2 separate regions of the Zea mays genome follow, and region 1 is linked to region 2. The links are chromatin contacts, called in public Hi-C maps. All regions are on one chromosome and are shown on one strand. Each heading gives the region's core, a stretch centred on a gene start, on an enhancer-like site or on the middle of the called end of the contact. The rest is flanking DNA. Distances are from core to core; before and after follow the strand shown.

Evidence for each region. Hi-C and Micro-C count contacts between places; a contact is called where the count stands out from the background.
Region 1: a Hi-C map of leaf shows a contact between it and region 2, with 5 times the contacts expected there. The contact joins the promoter of LOC100194187 here to the promoter of LOC100277214 in region 2. A contact is called at or near these places in 3 of 25 Hi-C or Micro-C datasets (ear, leaf and tassel).

The regions. Positions count from the first base shown.
Region 1 is chr3:173,081,512-173,087,844 of Zm-B73-REFERENCE-NAM-5.0, forward strand. LOC100194187 reads left to right here and starts at 1,848. Exons shown (of 7, transcript NM_001349849.1): 1 at 1,848-2,149; 2 at 2,890-2,961; 3 at 3,250-3,317; 4 at 3,591-3,738; 5 at 3,828-3,911; 6 at 4,384-4,470; 7 at 4,649-5,391. The coding sequence starts at 1,976. The coding sequence ends at 4,654. It overlaps LOC100274034, which reads left to right. Exons shown (of 7, transcript NM_001148417.1): 7 at 1-96.
Region 2 is chr3:172,902,622-172,909,332 of Zm-B73-REFERENCE-NAM-5.0, forward strand. LOC100277214 reads left to right here and starts at 2,561. Exons shown (of 1, transcript NM_001150848.1): 1 at 2,561-3,343. The coding sequence starts at 2,694. The coding sequence ends at 3,182. LOC103650893 (chromatin assembly factor 1 subunit FSM) reads right to left here. Exons shown (of 13, transcript XM_008676481.2): 6 at 6,441-6,711; 7 at 6,006-6,356; 8 at 5,835-5,916; 9 at 5,634-5,765; 10 at 4,453-4,857; 11 at 4,223-4,360; 12 at 4,069-4,114; 13 at 3,401-3,962. The coding sequence ends at 3,799.

The DNA of each region.
Region 1 (6,333 bases), core at 598-3,097, 180 kb after region 2:
CTGGGATGATCTGGTCTACCACCTTATTCTCTATATTCCTATCACGCTTCCAATATTTTTTTTTCTGACGATGAATAGATACACGTTAACACCTTCAATGCTTAACTCCCAACCAACAGGATTTGCTAGATCACAAATAATTGCTACTGCGTTTTTCTTCTTCGAAATATCATGTAGCATCTTTCCTTTTTGGTCTGAGCTTGGCTTAGAGCCACACCAGCCCAGCTGTGAAGCATTTTGAATGCAGACAGCCATACAAATGATTTTTTAGCATACATTGGGTTCTCAGCCACCTAATATGTACGTCCTCTTGTTTATATCAATTATTTTGGCGAAGAATTAAGTCGCTCATTTGGCAGCCAAATTAGCCAGAGCAGATTAGGTACCAGCTTATTTTATCTGTCACCATTGGTTCAGACGAATGAATATACAAGTAGCTGCATTATTCCCAAAAACAAAACAGAAATATCTGCAACGCAAATGTGACATTACAAGCTGGCCTAGAATTAATGATAACGGTGTTTAGTTGCAGAGGGTGACAGACAGATTCACAGTCCGAAATGGTACAGCAACCTCTCGTTGAAATCGAACGCAATGGTGGTTTAACCACCCAAGTACACGCATCAAACCTTGCCTCCACAAAAGTTAAGGCTTCCGTAGAAGAGGTAGGCAACCACATGACTATGATGATGAATGTTGCTTTTTCCAGGTGTTTGTTGTTTTTTCTTTCAAAATATTGTATAGTTTGGTGTTTCCCTTCAGAATTAGTTCAATATCTATAGCTTCGAATAATTACAACAGTATAACCATACGTTTCCACGTCAAAAGGTAGCCGAGAGTGCACACTCTTATTCGTTAGTGTACCTGTTGCACAACAGTATAAGTCTTAAGCACTATAATAGTGATGGACATTTTGTTTAGCGAAGCCAGTACACCTACATTGCTTCATGGACCTACTAGCTACCGTGCTTCATGATCATCTGCACCGTGTGTTTACAATCTAATTCCGTCTTTCAACAAAAAACCCGATTTTGTTAAAAAAATTGGAATGCTTGCTCTATTCAAGTTTGCTTATGTACTTGGGCTTTATTTGGTTCTGACCCTATAGAGTTGCTTGGTCCGGACAACCGTCTTAGGGCTAGTTTGGAAACTTAAATCTCCTCCAGAATTTCTAGAGATTGGGAAAAAATGAGCTAATTTTTTACTCAAACTCTAGAAATTCCGGACGAAATTTAAGTTTCCAAACTAGCCCTATATCCGATTTTGTCTGGCTTTCATTGGATGAAACTGTACAGTTTAGGACTCCAGCTAAAGATGCCCTCCTACTCTTGGAAGCAACACGGGTGATGGAACCAGCAAACCAAGAAAAGTCAGGAAATAATATAGGTAAACAAAAGGGAAGAACCAACTGTACAATCATGGCATAGGAAGAACAAAACAAAAGGGATTCTACCGCTCTAGTCACAGCCCTGCCTAGTGCCTTCCCATAGTTAACAGTCACCTAGAGCCCAGCTCAGACAAGAGTGAACGGTAATTTTGAGAGGTTGTTTTTTTTTCCCACAAATTTCAGAGACAGTTGTTTCACTATTTCACTTCAGGGAAAAGAAGAAAAATTAAGAAGTAAACGAAAAGACTTTTCAGTATCAGCGTGTCATTATCAACTCATCCTCCACTAACACTCTAGCAGGAGTGGAAGCTAGCCATTGCCCACTAACCCCACTAACCCAATAACTGACCCATTATTGGACCCCACAAATAAACAAACAAACCGCAAGGCTTGGAACGAGAAAGAAATAAAGAAATTGATAAAACAGTAGAAAAGGTAAAGGCTACCTCATTTTTGTATTTTCTTCTCCCCTATTCCCTCTTCTTGTTCTTGGAGTTGTTGGTGTCCCCGGAGCTACAAAGGCCCCGCCTTTTGGCTCATTCTCAGACTTTAGTACTTTACCATCTGCTCCAAGAAAGCGTCTTGGAGATGGCGCGCACCGAGAAGCTCACCAGCGATGGCTGCTCCGGCGGCGAAGTCCAAGTGGAGGTGGAGCTCGGCATGGGGGTGGACGGGAAGGGGATCATAGAGTGCCGGATATGCCAGGAGGAGGGGGAGGAGGCCGCTATGGACTCACCTTGCGCTTGCGCTGGCACACTCAAGGTGCGCTCTCCCCTGTTTCTCTCTCTCTCTCCCTACTTCCCTATCTCCCTCTGAAAGTTTTTTTTTTGTCTGGATGCTTGAGTTGAGGTGAGTCAAAGTGTAGTGGTTGGTCAATTTGGAGTAGAATGGTGATTGTTTGGGAGCTGGGCAGGTTTCAAGATGCAATTTCTGTGCTTCTGAAGTTCTGCTTGCCCTTTCTTCTGGTCACTGCGCTTTGGAAATTTTCCTTTGGTTATGTCGATGTTTATGTTCAGCCTGCTGCTTCCTTCTTTTCTGTGATTATCTCGTTGTTCTTCATTGTGGACATCTCTAATATCTCTAGGCTTGGCACTGTAGCAGCATGAAAGTTTTATGTAGTGTTTGCTGTATCTTCGTTCTACCAAGTGAAACGGTGTCAAACTGACAGTGTTTCATCATCTGTTCACTTGGCCTCCGTATTTGCAAGGTGCTCCGCTAGTTTTGGGTTTGTCTAAACAGTATCCCCAGTATCTGTTTTGGGTTTTGTTCCCAGCACGTTATATACTTTTCTTCAGACACATCCGATTATCTGTTTTTTTATGGGGCTGGAGGGGTCGAAGCCCCTACAGGAATTTATTAAAAGACAAAAAAAACTCAGAGGTTACAGAGTTATCTGAAATTTCAATCGCGATAATCCATATCCTAATACGTACCCCCATTTGGAGTATCTGTTGAAGAAAATGCTAATTGTGTGCTCACCTATTGGCGTTGGTTGTACGCAGTTTGCCCACAGGAAATGCATACAGAGATGGTGCAACAAGAAGGGAAATATTACATGCGAAATCTGCAACCAGGTGGGAGTTTCTATCATCTTGCTACAATACCAAAACTAGCATTTTTTTTCTCTGTTTCATGCTGTGTACCATATCATTTCTAGATGGGGACACGCTACTTTGACCTTGCAGAGTTTTCAGTGTCTAGTACTGGCTATTAATTGGGATAGATGTAGTAGGTCTATGAGCAATCTATTTCGAAGTAACTGAAGTGCAGAAGAAACAAGGAGAAATGGGGGGAAACTCTGTATATCTTGTATCTTGCTGTTCTTGTTTGAAGCTTTCATATTCCTCTTGTTGCTTCTGCAGGTTTACTCCCCGAATTATGTCATCCCTCCACCGAAATGTTGTTCAGATGAAATGGACATGAATCTTAGGTACTTGCTGATACAATTCTTTATGATTTGCTCAATTTGCGGGAAACAATTCTTTCCTAGATGAAAAAAGATATTGTGGAAATAACTTATGTACTATGGTTGTAACTTCAACGATGTGATTTGTACATTTTAACCGTGATTAAGCAAGCACAATTGTTTTCCCTTAATTTTTCAATAGCAAAGCAGATATCGGCTCTCCAGTTTCTGCATATCCTTCGAGCGACCCCAATGTAGATATTCTGAATGGGTGATCTTTTTTTTTTTGGTAAACAGGCAAAACTGGGTCGGACGAATCGATCCCCATGATTCCCATTTCCTAGCCATCGCCATCGCAGAGCAGCAGCTTCTGCAAGCTGAATTTGATGACTGTGTATCTGCAAATTCTAGCGGTGCCACATGCTGCCGATCCATTGCTTTAATTGTACGTGAGAGGAGCTATTCGTTCGCTCGTTCGCAGAATTAATTCTTGTTTGTGTTGGGTGGTGGAACCTAATATTGGCTTTGTTGCAGGTGATGTTCCTTTTGCTCGTACGCCATGTAATTGTCATTGTGAGGGATGTTAGCATGCTACAAGATGCAACGGTGCTGTTCAGCGTGAGTTCCACAACAGACCTAGTTAGCATGTCGTGCTAAGGGGTGTTTGAATGCACTAGAACTAATAGTTAGTTAGCTAAAAATTGATAGTGGAATTAGCTAGCTAACAAATAGCTATGTAACTATTAACTAATTTACCAAAAATAGCTAATAGCTAAACTATTAGCTATAGTGTTTGGATGTCTCAACTAATTTTAGCCGCTAACTATTAGCTCTAGTGCATTCAAATACCCCCTAAGATGACGTGATCTGCTTCTGCCTTGAGTGCCATATGCTGCACAATGCTATGAGTGCTGCTGCTTCATTCCGCTATTAAGATGTCATGCTAAGATCGTGCGATTTGTTCACACGTGTTTCAGTTACAGCCCGCTTCTACATTGGTCATTTGATGCTCAGACCACAGTGGGACTGATTTTTATTATGTTTTTCATTTGTTACCGATTTATGACACTAAACCTTTCCTTCGTTCCAGGCAACTCTTCAGTTTGCGGGATTCTTTCTTCCTTGTTATGTAATAGCTCGTTCTTGCTATGCTTTGCAGCATCGGAGACGGAGACAGGTACACTTCCTTTAGCCTGCTATTATATTTACCACGTTCAGCCTTCTACCAGTTTGACCTCACATAAAACAGCCCTACAATGTGTTCTCATCCAGAATGTCTCCGCTGCTTTTAGCAAGTGAAGTCTGTAGACATATGTACACGTGCAGTCTATCACTCTGAATATCTATCTCCACAGGTGTAGGGAGGCTCACCTGAACCTTAAGGGCTTGTTTGGGAGCAAGTGAAATGAAGGGGATTGAGGGTGCTAGAATCCCTCACTATTTAAAATTGAATAGTGGGGTATTCTAGCCCCTTCAATCCTCTCCATTACTCTTCCTCCCAAACAAGCCCTAAAGAACACAAAGACGCACCAATTGAAGCGCCGTCTCGGCGGTACCACCGAAGATAGGAGGACTACATGGAAGCTTGCGAAGTGAGCCTCCCCGTTGTTGCTTGGATTCACCGCAAAGCATTTGGTTTCTGTCCTGAAGACGTCGGCGGTTTAATTAGGTTGATTGAGTAGCGAGAGCAGGCGCTGTGAAGCTCAAGTGTACATACGTTGAGGGGGACAAGGCCTTTTTTTTTTACAGCTGAGAGGAAGCAAAATGTAGCCTCACACATTTCTGCTGCAAATAAAAGAACAATCGCCCGTCAGCGCCTCTGAAGTTTATGCTTGGTTTGGGATTGCTGGCTTGCACCTCGCAGTTGAAGAGTAGGTAGTAGTAGTACAGGGCGGCTGCTACCTGCTGCTGCTGGACAAGTGCGTACAGAGGGTGGTTTCTGAATGGGACAGACGTGGAGTCACGGGCTCAGTGCCGCTCTAATGCTCCGTTAAGTGCCGGATTGTCTCTTCGTCAGTAATTATGACATTGCAATCGCCTGTAATTTTCAGTACACCCATCATGAGGAACACGGTGGCAACCCTCGTCACTTCGTCACTTATAACCATCTTTGTAATGCCTCGATCGGTCGCTTCGTTCGTGTCAGTCGGTGTCCCCTGTTCATTGCTGGCTCCGAATGCGCTCTCTCAGTCTCACTCACGCCCCCACACGTCCATCTAAGGTTGTGTTTGGTTTGGTTTTGGCTTTAGTCCCACTAAAAGCCAAAAGCCAACCAAAGGGTTGGATAAAAAAACAGCTTTTTCTAAAAACCGACTTTCTCGTAGTGCAAATCTGAAAGCACCCCTGTACCTGCTTTTAGTGGCTTTTCGGATGGAACTGTGAAAACATATATCAAAGAATTTTTAATGACTTTTAGTGGTTTCCACCAAACGGTTTTTAGTTTTTTAACAGCTTACAGCCTACAACAGCTTTTTCCACAGCTCACAACAACTTTTTTCACAACCACAGTCCAACCAAACAGACCCTAACCATCTTCCTCGCGCTGGCGCCTTTCTCGTTCGCATATTTTCCTTTTGTTGTCAATTCGGATGCGCGTTTATAGCCGTTCTTGTTTTTCTAGATGTAGAGATGTATCAGTTGTAGAAGTCGGATATTACTATATTAGTAACTTCATAGATCAGATGTCCAGCACAACAGAGAAAATTTTCAGATATGCTAATAAACAAAAGTCTCGCTGAATCTGCAAATTGACCTCTGAAAACGACATGTTTGCCATTTATGCAATAATGGTTATAAGTTCCTCACACTCTACAATGTCAACTAACAATCTGCATCACTAATGTGTTAGAAGCAAACCACGAAGTTCGCAGCTATGGGTGTAAATGGTACGAATAATATCTGTTCGTATTTGAATTCGATTCGTCTAAGATGCCCGAAATTCGATTCATATTCGAGTCTAGATATCCTTCAATCCGTATCCGATTTTTATCCGTATTCGTATTTTCAAAGTTGGATTTTTAAGATAACTATATACATTTAA
Region 2 (6,711 bases), core at 1,311-3,810:
ATGCGCTCGCTGCTCGCATAGGATCAAAGGGACGGGAATCCCAATGTCTTGTTTTCAAAATTTTATCGTATTTTCTTAAAAACAGTATAAAAAACATAGAAATAGAAATGATGACGGTAAAGATTACAGAAACAATAACGATAATGGTTTTGTATCTTTTTGTCTCTTTTTACTAAGAACGTGTCTGATTGTCTGCACAGATCCGGTCAGTCTAACTCAGACATAAATGTATCTCCTCTTGAGCTAGGCTGCTAATCTGATGCAAATAGTGTCCTAGAGTCAGGCTAAGCGGGGACGCCCATTTTGATCGCACAGAAACCGAAACCTGATTTTAGTTACTTTCCTTGTTATACCTCTTGATTAATGCATCTAATTAAGAAACTGATTTCACTTTTGTGTTACTGATATTTTTATAAATAAAAGTATATCTCACTTACTATATGAAATATTTTTTCGACTTCTTTCTCACCTAGCCAACCAATCAAGATATTGAACCTGGTTAAACAGAGAAACGGAACCAATCAAACAAAACCTAGTCCATTGCATACATTCTCAACTAAGCCTGACTCTAAATCTAATACAGGCTCAGTTGAGCCACCTGAATCAATCGCTCCCTAAATAGCGCACTCTAGTGTAGGTTGGGGTGGTAATGGGATCTATATTTTACACTATAAAATTTAAAGATCGAATGAGATTAGAATGAGATTATATTCCTATTTATTTTTAAACTAAAATTAATTAAGACTCTAACTTATTGTGAATAAATATTTGGATCGTAACCACACCCTAAGCGTGGGTCGTGCACTCAACGACAGTAGGTGGCCATTCTTCGTCCAACAAAGGTCCAGTAGCCACGACGCCCATCCTCTATTTTTTCCAAGGTTTCAAAATATTTCAAATCTTATGTGTAGGCAACCAATCACGCCCATATAAAGTCGAACTCAGATTCTGAAGAGTGCTATTTAGACTAGCTAACCAAGTCAGTAAGAGACTCTTTTGCTCAACCACTCATAACTATATACAAGTCTCGAGTCAGGACACAAACTCTCTGAGTGATTACCATACTTCCAATCACCACCGAACCGTCTAGGTAACGCCAATCGCCAAGAGTAATAAGCTGAAAATCTCACTTGACTCTATCAAACTCAATGAGATCAATGGTACATAATACTCTCTTATACACTAATAAGGTCGCTTGGTAGGGTATTTATTGCCGCCGTTAGACTGTCTGATGCTCATCCATTAGGCTCACTCCAATGGGAGGCATGCAAATCGAGCAGCCATCTATACTTTTGGCTGGTATCTGTAGTTTACCTGGCCAGCCATACGCTAGATCTTTCCAACAACACAACCACCCATACGTTCAGCTGGAATGGAGTAGACGTTGGGCCTAGTGGTCAGTCAAGAACGAAGAATTTAGCTGTCGGTCACAGTACCAGGCAATATGGCTTTTCTCTCTCATGTCTTCCATTTTGCCTGGCCCGTTTAGCTGCTCCGTTGGAAAAAGAATTGCACTTCTACAGTGGCTCCAGGGCAGCTATTTTAGTTTTGCCTGGCCGGATGGCTGCTCCGTTGGAGTGAGCCTTAGACACATATCATACGATCTAACGAGACACGATGAAAACTATGTACTACTATATTAGAAGTAGATTTTTCAATTACTGTTGCAAGCGTATGGTCTGACGAACACAATTAGTCCAATCTGACACTCACTGTTAGACCAGTCAGAAGAAAATGAAACCCTCTAGTCACTTAACATAGGTTGTCAGAGTTAACTCATTGGTCGAACATGGCCATTGTTTACAGGGTCCAATGATCTTATAGAAAGAACCCTAACACAAAAGGAGCAGTTTTGTATGGTCTAATGCTTGCCATCATACTAGTCCAACGTGCCTACGACACTTTTTCTGTTTCAATATATCGTGAGGACTTATTGGTCTAATGCTCGTCGCCTGACTATTACGACATGCCTTGGAACACTTTTTTTTTCTATATACCACGAGAATCGACTTTTAGTTTGATGTTTTATTATTCACAATGTCCGACGATCAATCTCTCGGACCTATTCGATTGGCTTTAATTCGTACATGATTTCTACTATTTCTACACTCCAATACTTTATTATGTAGAGATGTTGGATCAGTTAAACTTATCTTGAGCGGTTCCCTATTTTAAACTTCAGTTTATAAACAATATATCCTACCATGTAAAACAATTTTACACGTCTATATACACGCTCCGCTGATGATTACCTTAATCTGCCGATCTAAAAATCAAGGTCCGACTTTTTGTAAAAAAAATAAATCTGAAAATAGTTTTAGCGTATCTCAGTCAACTACTCCCTTCATGCAGCAACGTCTCTCTTCTCAATTCTCATGCGAGCGAGCGGGCGGGCCCCCACGAGCCCCACCACCAGACTAGCCGTTGCCCGTTGCCCTGTCGGACTCACTCGGTCACTCCTCAGTCCTCACCACCGCCGCGCCACCGCCGCGCCCCCAGCCTCAACGGCCAAATCCTCCGCGCCACCCCGCATAAGTACCCGCCACTCCGCCGCTCCCACCCCACTCCAAACCTCCCTCTCTCGACCTCGACCCCTCGCCCGCAAAGCCCCGCAAGCCAGCGGCATCCCGCTTCCTCGGCAGGCTTCCAAGACCCAACCCAACAGCTTCCGAGCGAGTACGGCGGCGGCGACGATGGCGGCCAAGTCGCACACACGCAAGGCGTTCCTCCTCTGCAACTACGTCCTCCTGGGCGCCTCCTCCAGCTGCATCTTCCTCACGCTGTCGCTGCGCCTGCTGCCGTCCCCGTGCGGCCTGCTCCTGCTCTTCCTCCACGCCCTCACCGCCGTCTTCTCCGCGGCCGGCTGCTCGGGCTCCTTCACGGCGCCCGCCACGCCCGCGCAGTGGCACAACGCGCACACCGCGGGAGCCGCGCTCACCGCCATCTTCCAGGGCGCCATCGCGCTGCTCGCGTTCACCCGCACCTCCGACTTCCTCGCCGAGCTCCAGTCCTACGTCCGCGACGAGGACGGCGCCGTCATCCTCAAGATGGTCGGAGGGCTCGGCACCGCCATCTTCGTCCTCGAGTGGGCCGCGCTCGCGCTTGCCTTCTCCCTCCGCCTCGACGAGGATGACGACGACGACGACCTCCAGGCCAAGAACTGGCAATCGTACCATGTCTGATCCCATCCACTGCTGGCCTGGGCTCCTTCAAAATGAGATTCTTTGATGTCTATTCTATTATTGTACTATTGCTGTCATTCTTTTGTACTACGGTGTACTGTTATGACTGTTCAACCAAAATAAATAAATACCAAAGCAAATATATATTATTGCTTTTGTTACCTTTGCTACTATTAACATGTGCATTCATCAGATTTGATGCAAACAGGTTGCAAAAATTAATTTCTGCCCAAAGCTGTCAATTGAGCAGTCACAAGACATGTTTGCTTATTTGCCTTGCCAGAATCAGAATAATGTTAACAACACACAAGCGGCAGATGGCCAACTTTGTAGCAATTCCTTGCGCTAACAACAGGACACATACATGTTAATCACATCAAGGCCAAATAATTGAATAAAAACCTACTTTCAGGCTAAAATTACATGTCCAGCACTGAAAACATAATCCAGATGTTGACAAAAACCCATGTTGCACTAAGACCATCTTCCATTGGTGACGATGCAAAACCGAGTTGCACTTCCTAGCCTTTACATGGATAGCTGAGCTTTCTGCTCATCTGGGTTCGTAGCTTCATTGACCCCTAATCCAACTTTCAGGGGACCTTTATTAGAAACTTTACTGCTCTGAGGGGAACAGATTGATCTGGGGAGCTTCGCGGCCACCATTTCTAGATTTCAACCGCAACTCAGGAGAAGCAGCCAGAGCATTGACAGCCTCTTCCGGAGGTAAACATCTCTTCGAGAAGTACATAGCTATGCTTTTATTCTTCTTGGGTTTCACTGAATAACAAGTAATATGATCGGTAAGAATATTAACCAAGGACAAATATGCATGGATCCTACTTCTGAAACAAAAGCTAACTAGCTAATAGCCTAATACAAGTACCTGGTGACGAATCCAACCCTAGCTTGTCAAGAATCTCTTTCTTTACCTGCAGAGAAACAAAGGCAACGTACATAACATGATAAATCAATTTTGCATGTGGAAGTGTACTGAAAAATCAGGCACGGGATTTTTTTCATTGTGAGAGCATCCTTACCTTCCAATGATTGTCAATGAAGTCAGATATCTCCCTCACTTTACGATTCAGTTGAGTCTTTGGAACATTTGGAAACTTGTGCTGCAGTAATTCCACCACCTTGTGGATACCATCTCGACATGATCTTATCACCTGTACCTGCATTGGAGTTAAAGCAAAATGAGAAATAGAGCTGCATGTGCTATCTTCTAGCAATAGATATCAATTGCTATCATTCACTCAGTGCTTACAAATTCTGGCAGGTCTGTTTCTGGTATAGCAGATGCAGCCTCAGGAGAGCCATTCTTCACATTGGGTTGGTTAATTTCCTCAACAGTTGCAGATGAGCTGTCAGTTAGAGGCACATCAACAATTGCACCTCCTGGACAGATGCGCATTGAAAGAACTTGCAAGCATAGCTGCTCAATCTTTTCCGTTCCCTTGAGGTCTTCAGCAGTCAGTAATTCAGCTTTTTCGTGATTTAGGTTGCATATAATAAGAGGTTGGCTCTTCCGGAGAGCTTGCTCAGTCAAAGTGTTCAGGACTCTTTGTTGGCGGAGCAGAGACCTGAACTCTTCAACTTCTGTACACTGACCATTTGGGGAGCTATTGGCCTCCTCTTCTTTATCGTCCAATAGGCTTTCAATTTGTATCCCCTGCAGGAAGTAAATTCCAACAGTGAAACAAACAATATTGCACATTTAATTGAGGAACAATAGCACCTGGCACCACATATGGTAGGACAAAAAAAGGGTAAACTCAATGTTGAAAGCTCCCACGTCTGGGGAAGGGATAAACCAAGGAAAAACTTCCCTCCTAGGACCAAGATTACTAAAATAACAATCATGAGTCAGATTGAAACTTCAATGGTAGGGTCACAAATTTTAGTATTAATAACTACTAGAACCATAATGTCCTATTTCTAGATTCTACTTAATAATCATAGAATCGACCCAAACAACTAAGATTGTGAAGTCATAAAATTAGATGACAGAATCACAGTTTAACAACTATGGGTAGAACAGATATGAAAGTGCATTATAAGTGCATGGATAGATTCATACATAAACTTGTATCTTCCTAATTTCTACGGCGCTTGTGTACATTTGCTTTATCCCACTATTTTATTTTCTTGCAAGCACAACACTTAACCATGGAATACAATTCTCACTGCTATCATCCTTTCAGCAGATAAGCGATTAGTAGATAACCTTTACAGAATAGAGCATGCACCTCTCAGGGTGAGATAAGAGAATTGGGGTTTTGTTGGTTACTTAACATCTAGCAGATTAACCAATATTTTGGTTCACACTTTTGTCAATAAAACTGGTATTTGGATTTACTAATTGAAACTAACATAGAAAGTTGCATTGCACCAAGACAAATGAGGTACTCAAATTAGAAAAGGAGACATAACTTATTTAATATATACCTCGTTGTCTGAGAGATAGCCATCAGGCACAACAAAGCTATCTTCATCCTCTTCATCTGTAATTTTGGAATCTTCCTCCATAAATTCATCATTATCCTTCTCACAGTCAGAAAGACTCTCACCAGGATCCTCCTGTGCGGAAAACAAAATATGAATTTCTTACCAATAAAGAAAAAAAGATGCTAGAATATCAGCAAATACCTCTTCCCATTCATCATCACTATCAACCTCGTAGTCAAGATCAGGATCCATCTTAAATGGACACCTTGGACTAATAGCAGCACTGCAGATAATTGTAGCATAAATCATGATATAGCACTAAAATATAAAGTGATGACAAATTATAGGCAGCATGAATATTGAAATGTCAACCTTTTCTTCCTCCAGGATCCATAATATGCTGGCCTGTTACTTTTGTCAAATTGCAGAAGCTTCATTCTAATTAATCTCGTTTGCAGAGGTTTAGGGTTACTAGCACCATGGCATTGCATTTCACTAGCCTGTATCATGTCAATATCACTTTCAAGCTTATCATGTTCGTTCTCCTGAATTGGATTGCGGCCACCATCTTCATTTGGAGTGGAAAGTATTTCATCAACCATATCATCTGAGGATTTCTGAAGCTTCAGCTCTTTAAATGCCTCCATCTTGGGCTTGCATCTTGTACCCCATCTGGAGGACCTATTGTAGCTAGATAGCTTCTTCCAACCAGTGACCTGCAACCTGTAACCAATGTTCATTAAATCACTTTATTTTTAGTAAGTGTGAAGGTGAAAGAAACAATAGAGCTCAGGAAATGTTGCTAACCTCCGAAGATCATCTAAAACCCATCCCTCTTGTTGATACAATGAAGAATCAATTTTTGATGTGGTTGCTGGTATTGTCTCTTTGTTGTCATTGCATGGATCTTCAGCTGAGTTGTTCTCTCCAGGTTTTTGATGTTTTCCATTGTCTTTCTTACTTTTGAAAAAGCGTTCCATCATAGAAGCTTGTTTTTGAATGACCAGTTGCTTCTTGAGTTGTGCAGCTTCCTTCTCAAGGCGCTTCTGTTCTTTCTCAGCTTCATCTTGCTGTTTTT